2 separate regions of the Mus musculus genome follow, and region 2 is linked to region 1. A link is a contact called in public Hi-C data. All regions are on one chromosome and are shown on one strand. The core of a region is the stretch at or near the end of the contact, and the rest is flanking DNA. Distances in the headings are between cores, read along the strand shown. Region 1 overlaps Rad51b (RAD51 paralog B). Region 2 overlaps Rad51b (RAD51 paralog B).

Evidence for each region. A called contact is a pair of places that touch in the nucleus more often than the background predicts.
Region 2: a contact with region 1 is called in a Hi-C map of stem cell-derived neural stem cells, with 1.9 times the contacts expected there. The contact joins two enhancer-like sites. A contact is called at or near these places in 1 of 39 promoter capture datasets (the 3T3-L1 cell line), 1 of 15 datasets of contacts at CTCF or cohesin (the NIH/3T3 cell line), 30 of 484 Hi-C or Micro-C datasets (the AML12 cell line, the C10 cell line, the C2C12 cell line and 15 more) and 5 of 115 datasets of contacts at active chromatin or transcription factors (bone marrow-derived dendritic cells, embryonic fibroblasts, kidney and 2 more).

What each region holds. Positions count from the first base shown.
Region 1 is chr12:79,596,122-79,602,378 of GRCm38.p6, forward strand. The region is part of intron 7 of Rad51b (RAD51 paralog B); the gene reads left to right. Among named protein-coding and RNA genes, the nearest start is that of Gm36048, 200 kb to the right of the region's middle. Within about 2 kb of position 4,355, at least 157 of the 459 cell types and tissues checked have an H3K27ac peak or open chromatin away from gene starts, as enhancers often do. A contact at or near this core is called in the C2C12 cell line, muscle stem cells, myocytes and 3 more, where this site is marked.
Region 2 is chr12:79,509,870-79,515,768 of GRCm38.p6, forward strand. The region is part of intron 7 of Rad51b (RAD51 paralog B); the gene reads left to right. Among named protein-coding and RNA genes, the nearest start is that of Rad51b, 220 kb to the left of the region's middle. Within about 2 kb of position 2,047, at least 137 of the 459 cell types and tissues checked have an H3K27ac peak or open chromatin away from gene starts, as enhancers often do. A contact at or near this core is called in the C2C12 cell line, muscle stem cells, myocytes and 3 more, where this site is marked.

The DNA of each region.
Region 1 (6,257 bases), core at 3,105-5,604:
AGTTCAGAATCATTTACTGGGCATATTACAAAGTATTGACATAGTGGGAATGTTCACTGTTTCTAGTAAGTGTTTCATACATTGCTTCATTGATTCTAAAATACTATTATTACTAAGATTGACCTTGTTCTCCTGCCTCTACCACAGTATGAGAATTTTGTGTCTATACCTATAGCGTCTCCTGCCATAAGTAGACTCTCTTAAATGCATGTGAAATGACATGAATGAAGGAGAACCTAACACACTTAAGGAGTTTAATTTTAAAGCATCCAATATGATGAGATGGCCTCTGGACACAGTAGTCTAGGCTGTCTGGCCACAGATCAGATGCAGTATTTATGTTATCACTGCTTCATGACTGGGTCTCACATGAAATGTGTCCTTTGCAAAGTGAAAGAATTTAATGCAGCAAGTTCCCTTTTATCCATCCTTTGCCTCCGTAGCCATCGGGACACAGCGAATGCCTGGGTACAGTATGGTTTCTCTGGGTATTGATCTGGAAACCTAGGAACTAGCAGATTTAGTAAGGAGATCTAATAATCTCTAAAAATACTGTAGACATTCCAAATTTACAGAGAGCTTCTAGAAGTCTACTTGTTTGTAAGCCCCTAAAGACCTTAATTATAGACTAGCTGATACTACCCTTTGTTGGTGGACAGAGTTGGCAGGCATATTTAGACATGGCATTATATTTGTGCTCTTATATAATTGAAAACTCACTTGTTAATAAGCTCCTATAAATAACTGAGAGGTAGTATTTTCTTGTGTATTGCATTGTATATATCTGAATCTTTTGTGTCAACTTGTGGTTATCTCACTGGTCAAGCTAACATGATTTATTGGCCATGAATAGAGAGCTAAATCCCTACTAACCTAATTGATGTGTTGGCCTGCCTATAGAATTCTTGGCAGTTAGAGTTTCTTACAAAACTTTGCTGTGGTGTCTTGTTCCCTAGAGGGAACATTGCACTTTAGGATAGTATGTGATAAGAACCAAGATGATGAAATATGTTTTGAGACTTTGAGACAATTCTCAGTGCAGTTAAAACTGCAGTTAATTGGTGTCTATAGCATAGTCATCTGCATTATAAATGACACTTTCAAAGTCACAGGATGAGGAAGATATACTACCAGCTGTGCACAGCTACTTTCAGAGCAGTGCTATCTCCAGGGTGTTGGGAGAAACTAGACTTGGTCTCCAGTTCTAGGTTCAGCTGAATTGCTTTGTCTTATACTGAAGAGTGCTCCTATTTCAGCTGGTCTGTCCCCTTGTCTCCAGACAGGTCTTTCTATACATAGCTCCACTGTGGGACTCCCTGTAACTTTTTAGTTAGACAGTTCTTAAATCTGGGTACAGAGTCAAAGTTGTATCATAGATATTATCTTAATACACCATCTCAAGACTGCCATAGCTAATGACTAATGATTTAGGATTTCAAAAGGCGTTCATGACCACATTCTGGGTGCCATCATGGGTCTGGCCACCTTCTTTGTCTCATGCTAAGATTTTAGCTTTTGACTAAGTGGAAGCAACTCATATCTTTTGTAGCACGCTAGTGTCATTTTTTTCCTCTCTTAAACTTTTTTTTTTTTTTTTTGGAGGGGGGGAACTTTTTTTGGTTGGAGTCACAGGGCTGAGAAAAAGGGACACCTTGCCTGGAGCTAGCTGAGGGGTAACAAAAGGTATTCAATTCTACGACAATCTTGTACAGGTTTTCTCATTCAGTAGAGCATATGTTGTGTTAGTTTAGGCTTTTTGTTTGAAAGTTTAAAAAAAAAAAAAAAGACTCACCTTGGCTGACTTAGCAGCAAAAGAATAACACTGAATGGATCTGGAGCAATTCCTACTACTAGGATGAATCAAATCCAGATGTTTTCTACCTAAGTTATTTAGATTCTCAAGAAAGCGTTTGAGTGGCTGGCTTGGATTATAAACCTACCTCTTAGACAGTAAATGGCCTCATAATCTTCCAAGATATTCTTACCAGCACTGACCACAATGAATATAGACACCAAAGCCCAGACTAGAATCTTCTCACCTGAAGAAAGATGAAGACACTTGATTCCCACTGTGGAGTTCTGCAGTGAGGAGAAAATTCAGCCTTTTGGAGCCAGTGGTTGTACAGAGGCTCCGTCTCCTTAGCAACTGCCTAAATCCTCATCAGTATAGGGATTCTTGGTTGTGATTTAGTGTCCTTTGCCTACATTGCAACTTGACACTATAGATCAACAATGAACAACATGTATTGTTGGTCATCAGTTATCTGGAATAAAATAAATGCTGTAAATTCTCTGAATATGATTTAACAACCACCATTATCATATATAGAAGGCCAGTCATCAGAGGCAAATAGTCAAAAGCCCGACCCAGTTCGTGTCTCACTTTGGAGTTGTGTAGAATGATAGAATTTGAGGGCTTTGACTAAGTAAGAGACTAACTTCAAAAGAATTGAGTGAGGATCTTTCTGCTTCTATGGGCTGGAGGATTTTGACCAGAAGCCGGGTTGTGGATGGCAGATTCTAATAATAGAGCAGGTTTAAGAGGTGACGCACTGATTTGGAATGCCTTCTCATCTGTGTTTGCTTAGGACTGAATGGCCTCTCTCGTGCTTCCTTTCCAAGCAGAGGACCAGCTGGGTCTCACTTTTTTTCTCTTAACCTTTGCTCCTGACTTGTCTTTTCCCTAACCACTCTGCTTTCCTTCCCCTGACTTCTGTTTTCTCTCTATTAAATCATTTCTCTATATTTAACTCCTGCGACTTTTTCCCCTTTGTTTATTGCTTATTCGGTAACTTCAGATCTTTTCCCCAAAGTTCCCTTTCTTTTTCCTCCTCTAAGCCACCAGCATACCATCCCCCCCACCCCCCCCCCACACCAAGCTCCTTATTTCTTTACTGCAAATCCCCAGTGTGTTTACTGACCTGTGTGCCAAAAGGAAAATTCCCAGGCCACCTCCATGCCAATGCAATGAAAATCAGCAGCTGCCATTGCTCAACAAGGTCCTTGTGACCTATAAATCAATGGCTAAGAGCCCTTGCAGTGAACGGTGGCATGTGTGTGTTTATGTGACTATGTGAGATACATGACAGTGTTTGCTGCTTTGGGGAAAGAACCTGAATCTTTTCTGATAAGTAAGAGAATTAAGCAGAAATTTTTGCCTAAATCTTTTGGGGTTATTGTTGTTGTGTTAGTGGATGAGAGCCTAAGAAGTTGTATAAGAGAAATGAATGACATTAAAGAGAGAAACAGACACACAAGACCAAGAAATAATCAAGTCTAGAACATCTTACTGACACACTATTGATAGCACACTCACAGTAAACATCATCGATGCCTTGATAGGGCAGAAAGATCTGGAAATAAAAACCCCAGCGATTCATCTGTTTAAACAAAAGAAAGGAGATAATGTGGAGAGGCAGTGAAATGGAGGCTGAGATGAGATGTGAGTATTGAAGACACACACATGAGAAAGCCACTAGGCCCTACCCCAGTGTAGCATTGCAGGTAAGAGAGAAACCGGAAAGCACACTTGCCCTGCTCAGACACACTATCTGCAGCACATTAAGCATCTAAAAGTTAATGATACCAGAATAGTATCTTCAAAAAAAACCAAAATCGTAAAACAGAAATTAAGGCCCCAGTAAAACATTTGGGAGAATTTGAATAGATGTAGCAGGGAACCAGAAAATAATTCAAAACTTCAACTGGAAAAGTGATTTTAAGTTGTGCCTGCTATGTAACAACTGGCAAAAAGAGAGAAGGGAAAGGGAGGGAGGAAGAGAGGGAGGGAGGAAAGGGAAGGGAAGGGAAGGGAAGGGAAGGGAAGGGAAGGGAAGGGAAGGGAAGGGAAGGGAAGGGAAGGGAAGGGAAGGGAAGAAGGGAAGGGAAGGGAAGGGAAGGGAAGGGAAGGGAAGGGAAGGGAAGGGAAGGTAAGGGAAGGGAAGGGAAGGGAAGGAAAAGAGAAGAAAAGCAAGATGGTGCTGTATTTCCTGAGTTGTGAAACCAACCTGTCCTGACAGAAGAAGAGAACCGCCCCACACAAACACACACACGTACACACACCCCGACTGATGGCCAAGCACAGTGTGTGTACGTCTAATTTCAACCTCACAGTTAAAAGTGAAGCCAGGGACTGAGAATACTATCCACTGAGAGAAAAAAAGCAGAGGGGATTTTCTGAGCCAGATCCAAAATCATAAGGCTCAGGGGGAATTACTTTGATTTTGTCAAGTCAGAGCACATAGCCAAAGGCAGCAGACATGGGATATTGTCAGAGGTAAATCACCCGGCTAGGCCTGCTCTGTCTTATTGCAAGGTCAGAGGAGCACGGCGAGCCGGCCAAATGTTTCCAACCATGGAAATCCCCTAACTTTCCAACTGCTACAGTCCCACAGCTCCGAGGCTTTACTCACAGCAGGGCTCTGTTCCAGCTTTCAAAGCTCTCCAAGTTGATTAATCATTTTCTTGTTCTGACTCATTCAGGCTTCTAGAAAAAAATAGCTAAAGGTACTAGATGGGCTGGGTGGATCAGGGAGGTCAGATAAATTGGCTTGATGTTAGTCTATACAAAAACCTAGAAGAAATCGCCAAAAGTCTTTCGGCCTACCATCCTCCAGTGCTATGTATGGTTTGGGGCCAAAGGCCATTGGCTCGTTCCATGTGTTTAAAGCAGAATATTTCTGTGTGCATTAGCAAACTTGGGTATGCGAGCATTCATTTCTTAATGTTAAGGTAAGTTATTATAGGCTAGTAACTTAGAATTAGGATTCCATTTGTATCTATGCAGATGGACTGTGGACCCATGTATAAGCCTCTAACACCGACAATGTCAAACACATATACAGTGTTTATTATTTATCAGGCACTGTGTGCTTTTACCAAGAGACAAGTTTACAGCACTGAAAGGTCAATTTTGATCATCTTAGCCAAGGCCATACATAATGATTATATTATTTGGTCTGGCTAATATTCCCCACCATGAAGCTTATATTTTAAAAAATAAATTGTTTTAGTTTATGATTATATTGAGTCATACTGGAATGTCTGCTTCTTTGCTTTTGTAACACATTAATCTCTGGGCTTATTCATTGAGTTCATAGACGCTTATTACGCACCTGAGTGTACTAGTCATCAGAGAGAAAATTGTAAATCCTAAGATGCCACCTCAGACCTGAGGACATACACTGTGCTAGTGCCTTTTAACTAAGCAAACAAAACACATGGAGAAACACAGAGCATGAAACAACTATTTCTGCAAAGAAAAGGAGACAGTAGAATTGGGAATTTATGAAAAATCTGAATTTTCCGAGTGTTAAGGTTGGAAGGAACAGCACCATCATAGGGAATGGTTTGTATGAATGCTGAAATGTTTGAAATGGCATAGCATGCTGGAAATAGAAAAATAATCGTAGAGTCATGGTGGGGAGCTGAGTGGGTTAAATTAAACGGAGATGGTGATGGGCCTTGGGTAGAATACTCAGAGTTGCAGAAGAGCTCATGGTAGTTTAAAAGAAAGACAACAACTTTATTGGATTATGTTTCAGAAAAAGAACTCTGAAGATAATGTGGAATAGGTCTAAAGGGGAGCAGAGGCCAGACAGAAAGCGTCTGTGTGTCCCCTGAGGGGTAGCAGCAGTGGGAAAGGAGAACAAGATCCAACACGGATTCAGAAAGTACAGAGGGGAGACTGCAGTGGGGAATTGAGAACAGACCATGATGTTTGGGTAATCCCTGGGTTAAGGATGCGGTGCCTAGGTGAAGCTAAATGCCATCAACAAAAAAATCCTGAAGGAAACAGTCACAGAGAGTGTGTTGAGATCACTTGGTAACACGTTCAGTTTAAATGATGGCACAGATTCAAGAGAAGACATTGAGGTCCCCTTGGTAACCATACCAAGATCAAGAGAATGAAATCCCTAAAACACGTGAACCAGGACAGCTTGATCGGACAACAGAGCATAAAGCCACCTAAGACCGCAGATTATAATCAGTAAGACTGCTATCAAGGGCCCTTCATGCTGTGGGAGAGTTTGGGGAAGTGCAAATGGGGATACTTTTTACTTTATACCTTTGGATCCTGTTCTTTCCCTACACATGACTAACGGCCTTTGTAAAGAGGCTTAAAAGTCTCTGTCAAAGGCTAGTAGGCTACCGACCCCTTTCTAGGCTGTTATCTTGAAGTCTGTTTTAGGGAACCGTTGGGGGCCATCCCCTCAAACACATAAACGCATGCTTTGCTTAGCTTTCCCCCATTGACC
Region 2 (5,899 bases), core at 797-3,296, 89 kb before region 1:
ATGTATATATACACACATATATTCATGATAAGAAGAGTCTGCTATAGTACATAATAAATGTATTAAAGAACATTTAAATTTAAATATACAGGAAGAAGGAAAACTTGAGTAACTTAACTACTCTATTAAAGTATTATAGTTCAATGTCATATAACATGGATTCTGTGGTTCTGAAAAATAGTTTTCTTCTGGAGTAAAAGATATCAGACTGAGAAAGAAGGCAACTTTCACTTTATATTTTATTTTTCCATGTGTATGTATATGTGTCCACATGTGTGGGGGTGCACATGTGTGCCCATAGAGTCCAGAAGTTGACATCAAATGTCTTTCTCAGTTGCTCTCCAGGTCTCTCTCTGAATCAGAGCCCACTGACTTGATAGTCTTGGCAGCCAGCTTGTTCCAGGGATCCCCTGTCTCTGAGTGCTGGGATCCCAGGTGGATTAATAGACCTGTCCAGCTTTCATGACGGTGCTAGAGACCCAGACTCCATCCTCACACTCACTTTATCTACTGACCTGTCTTCCCAACCCCTCCTTTGATTTTTAAAATTGTTTCTGAAGTTGGAAATTCTATGTTTTTAGTACCTACTATGCTGGAATAATTATATGTCAGCTTGACACAAGCTAAGGTCAGTAGAGAGGAGGAAACCTCAATTGAGTAAATGCTTCAAGATCAAACTGCACACAAGTCTGTAAGGCCTTTTCTTATGGGACAGGGCCATCCCAAGCTGGTGGTCCTGGGTTCTATAAGAAAGTGGATTAAGTAAGCTGTGATGAGCAAGCCAGTATGCAGCACCCCTCAATGGCCTCTGCAACAGCTCTTGCTCCCGGCCCCTGCCCTGCTTGAGTTCCTGTCCTGACTTCCTTTGATGATGAACAGTGTTGTGAAAGTATAAGCCCCCAAATCTCTTTCCTCCCCAAGTTGTTGTGGTCATAGTGTTTCATCGATAAGACACCTACTCGTTCTGAAACATGTCTCCAAGGCTTGAAATTAACCTACTACTTTTAAATCAACATGACAGGGAAAGCTGAGGCCATAGTTTATTTGAATGGCAACTTTATCTTCATGTGATTGACGATTACAGATGACAAATGAAACTCAAAATCTAAGTTTTACCATGGTACCTTTTAGTGACAAACATTTTTCTTGGTTTTAGGTTCATTGCTTTCTAGTATTGTTAAACTATATACATCTCTGGGTTTGTTTGCTCCTTCTTGGGGTAGCAGACATTTTGAATAATTACTTGGCAAACTTAAGGTGCTGGGATGCATTCTTGCTTAGAACTTAGAGGATGAGAACGAGAGAGGACATCATTCTTATCCAGTCGGTGCTGCCGAGGAGGATGGGAGTAGATGCTCTTGTCTAAAATGAAGCCTTGAAGAGAACAGATGTTTGTGGGCAGGACTCTGGCTCCCCAGCAGGGGAAAGAACTGGGTACTTGTCCACACTTTGCTGCTCTTAAGAGTTAGCCTGGTACTAGCAAGTCCCCCTGTTCCTCTTAAATACTTAGCTTGCCCATCTGTAATTCCAGGCCCAGCTGAATGCTCTCTAGTGTCTCTTACAGAGAAAACATCTCCTATTGTTTTCTTTGTGCTATGCCACGGGTTCACACACTCCAAGTCCCTGCTTGACAGATAATGGTGTGTGAGGAAATGATGCACAGAGCAGCCCTGAGAAACCCAAGTGGATTCTGACCACACTGATGTGCTAATCCCCAAAGAAGACGAAAATACAAAATGGGCCAGGGATTGAACATGAAAACGGTGACAGTGAGAAAAACATTGAAGCAGACAGCTGAAAGCTTCATTTCCTGGCACGTCTGCCATGAGAAACGCCAAGCCTGCCAAATCCTTCAGGCCGTCAAGGCCCCAAAACTTTGGCTAGCTCTCATTTTCAGCTTCCCACACCACATGCCCAAACCACACAGGAAAATTGTCTCTCTCCCTTCGTACTTGTGCCTTTTGGCTACCCGTCTGTTTATGCCAAGCCCTTGCCTCACCCCCTTCCTTCCAGCTGTCACTGTGTCCCAGCTGCTGCTTTCTGGGGGCTTCAGGGTGCAGCTGCAGTCTTCAGGGGAGGCACAGGCTGGTGAGGATAGTGGCAGGCGTTGGTGGTGTGTAACAGACTCTGGAACTGCAGCCATTTCTACCCGGTTTCTAGCTGGTCTGAACAGTGCTCTTGCTCCTTGGCAACCGTTAGCACTGATGGCTTTAATTTTTTCCCTTCTCCCTCCCTCTTAGGGAGTTTCCCCCCCACCCCCTGCACATTCTTTGGCATTATGGTCTGTGAACATCCTGTGGAAGATTTGGTTTGTCTTATTTTCTTTTGCCAGACTGTTCATCATCCTTTCTTCTTCCACGTAAAACATATTTATCTATTTCGAGACTTTAAGACCGATAACCAGATCTGCTGGCCTCTCACAAGTTTAGAAATTTCACCCTTCTCAGCCTTGACAGTCCATCCCAAGCCTCATGGCCTCCCAAGGCCCTGCACTCTCTAGGACATTTGTTGCCTGTCCAACCCCAGCTGCTGTGGGAGCCTTTGACCTCTGGCCTGTGAGGTTCTTCTGTGGAGCGTGTACCTCCTATTGGCTCTTATTGATGACCTCTAAGCAAAGAGGCACCTTCCCCTCCTTTTAGAGAATCCAGGAATCAGGAAATGTATCGGAAGAGTCTTGAGTGAATATGCGGAGAAGCCGAGTGTCACGAACGTTTTAAATTGTTCTGCTGTGCTTGGCCTGTGTCTGCCAGCTCAGTGTGGAAGGCAAAACCAAACAGAAGCCTCACACAGTCATTGTCTCCCATAGCCAGGCATTGTCTTTTGTTCAAGAATAGAGCTTTTGCAGGGACAATGGATTGTTCTTCTCTGCCACCCTTTCTGGAACCTCAGTGAGCCGCTGTACCCTGTACCTGCCAACTCCAACCCACTCTGGTTTCTAAGGGGAATTCCACAAAGTTTTCAGAATCTCATTCAGTGAAAAACAAACTCAGAGTATGTTTGTACTTGGGTTTCTCTAATGTTTCCTTATATCTGTGTGTATTTTGTATTTTACTTAAATCGTTAAAATATTGCTTGATGCTCAGTTGAAACAGACTAGTGTGGTTGGTAAAATCTTCACTTATAGATTTCATTTCCTTGTAATGTATTCTGTAATGTCTTCTTAGTCATTGGGAATATTGGCCCGTAGCCTCTCTTCTTTCATGTCTGCCTGTCCAGTTGGTTTGGCTATATTGTGTCTTGCACCCAATTATACTTTCTCTTGTTTATCTTTCCCCTCATTCTATAGTTTTGCATGGTGTGTAATGTGTGGACTCATAGATGACAGACTATTAAGAGCTGGAAGGACTTTTAGATCTTAGCTATCTGAACTCATTTCATGGATGAGAAAAAAAGGAAGCAAAGAAACAGAAGAGTTGAGTTAAGATCACACACTCGAAACAGCCTACGCTTGTGAGCTTCATGGCCATGCTCAAAGGCTTCCTCTGCTATTCCATCAGGTCTAATGTCTCAGGAAGTTTCCAAAGCACTGATAAGAGTTCCTCCAACCGATAGGAGGCCATCCTGTGGGAAAGGACACAGGCCTTGAAACCAGACAGATTTGGGCTTGAATATCGGGTCCTGCCACCTGCTGGCAGGGTGACTTGGGCAATTAAGACATGCTTAAAGGAATTTTGTTTCTTCCTCTGTATTCTAAGAGTATTAAAAACATTAATACTTTTTGAGCAACAGTAACTATGAAATGTTATAACCTATATAATATATCTCTTATACATATTCTGTTTAACAAATAATTGTGAGCATTTGCTGACCATTTAAATGATAACTTGAAGTAGGTATCTTATTATTAGGCAATTTGAGCCTCTTTTGCTCGGAGATGGTTTTCTAATTCAGGGTTAAAATATGAATGGAGTAAGTTGTCTGGAAATAAATTCCTGAAATTATTTATAGCATAACTATGCATGCATTTCCTGTTCTTTATGGCTTTCATATGGATTCAGCTGTAGTGCATCTTGTCCAAAAATTTTTGTACAAGTTAAACTCACCCCAAGAAGACATCTGAAGTATCTTTGGTTTTGTCTTCTCCTTTTTATTTGGCTACACATTAGTTTGTAAAGGTAGTATATAATTTGTGTAAAATATTTCATCCATACTTTTCATAATTTAGAGATGTAGTATTTTTCTGATATGTGTAGGACTGTGAAGGCTGGACCCAGTGTAAAATCATCTAGGCCTGTTTGGAGTGTAAGAAGTTATAATTTATCAAAAGGCATCCAAGACTGCTCTGTTAAAAGGAAACAGGACATAATTATTAAGCTTTATAGCAGTACTGATAGGGGAGGCTGAGTTGCAGAAACAAAGCTGTGAAATCAGCAGAGACCAAAAGCACAACAAGAAAGTTTTGAAGCTTCAGGGGATTTCGTGTGAGGACTTCTCAGATCGCCTGGACTATGTGTGGGCTGCCAGGATTGGACTTGAGGTTCAAGTAGAGGGAGGAGCCTTGAGAAACTAGACAGAATGATCAAGAGCTCAGTTAGACTCATTTTCAGATCAAAATGAAGAGTGATATGCTGGACAACATGGTGCATGCTTTTGGTGCCAAGAACTCAAGGAGGCTGAGGCAGGAGGATCATTTTTAAGTAAAATACAGATACCTGTCTAGCTTCCTAGCTGCCAGTGGACTCTGAAGCTCATTGCCTTGATTAGGTAAAGAAACTGTAGCCTCCCGAGGGTTCAAATAGGAGTTTTACTTAGGTGAAAATGCCATGTAGCCACAGAGAGCAGTGGATGTTCCTTGTCCCTGTTTGTCCCTCATGCCATAAAGTACAAGCACATGAAGAGCCTCTGGCTGTCAGTATCTTCAGGATAAAAGCGGGCATGATTTTTGAAGGGATATTGGATAATCAAATATGGCTAGAGGTGGAAGGTCCTACTTGGCTGTATTTTTGGTTCATTCAGATTCAGAATCAGACCAGAGGAATTTGGCAGGCACCGACACTTACCACTTAGAACCGCACTCACATAGTTGTGGTAGCAAAAGAATTTCTCTAGGAGTCTTAGTCTGCTTGACTAAGCCAGAGGTTTCTGGCCTTAAGTCCAGAGTTGGTGAATTTTAGAAGAATCAACTTAGATCTGTCAACCCATGAGACTAGTTCCATCAAATGAGTGGAAGTGTGTCTGCAATTTTCATAGATAAGACTTACTCTGAGTACCGAGGATACTGTTCCCCATGACTGACTCTTCCTTAATCTCATCGCCTCCCACTGAGGTGTGATATACTCTAATTTAAAATGAAAATATCATTAAAAAAAGGTGAACTTGAAGACCCTCTACTTGACATCTGTATTTTTGAAATTCTTACTTACTAACCTTGGTATATCTTTCCTTCTTTCTTTTCTCTCCTGTTCCCCTCTTCTTTCTCTTCTGATTCTCTCTTATGGGACAGAGTCTCACAGTGTACCTCTGGCTAACCTAGAGCTCACTATGCACAACAGACTGGTCTCAAACTTGCTATAATCCTCCTGCATCTGCCTTCCAGGTGCTAGGATTACAATGTGCCATTATACTCAGCTAATTGTCCCAGGTCATAAGGCTTTTTGTCAAGAAGTGTTCATGATCCTAAACTTGGCCTGTTTGTTTTGTTATTCCCTGAGCATTTTTACACTCTAAAAAAGAAAATGACACCTACCATTATCCTTCGTCGCCATCAGTATTATCTATTCCTTATAATTTGACAGCATTCCTACGGCATCCAGTGGTACTCAGTCTACTAGTTTACATATAATAGGTTTTTTGACAAGTACTTTTAATTTAATGATGAAAAAAGAAATAGTTTTTTGTTTTAAACAACTATTATAGAGCGAGAGACTTACAGCTTTATTTAAAAATTGAAAATATAAAT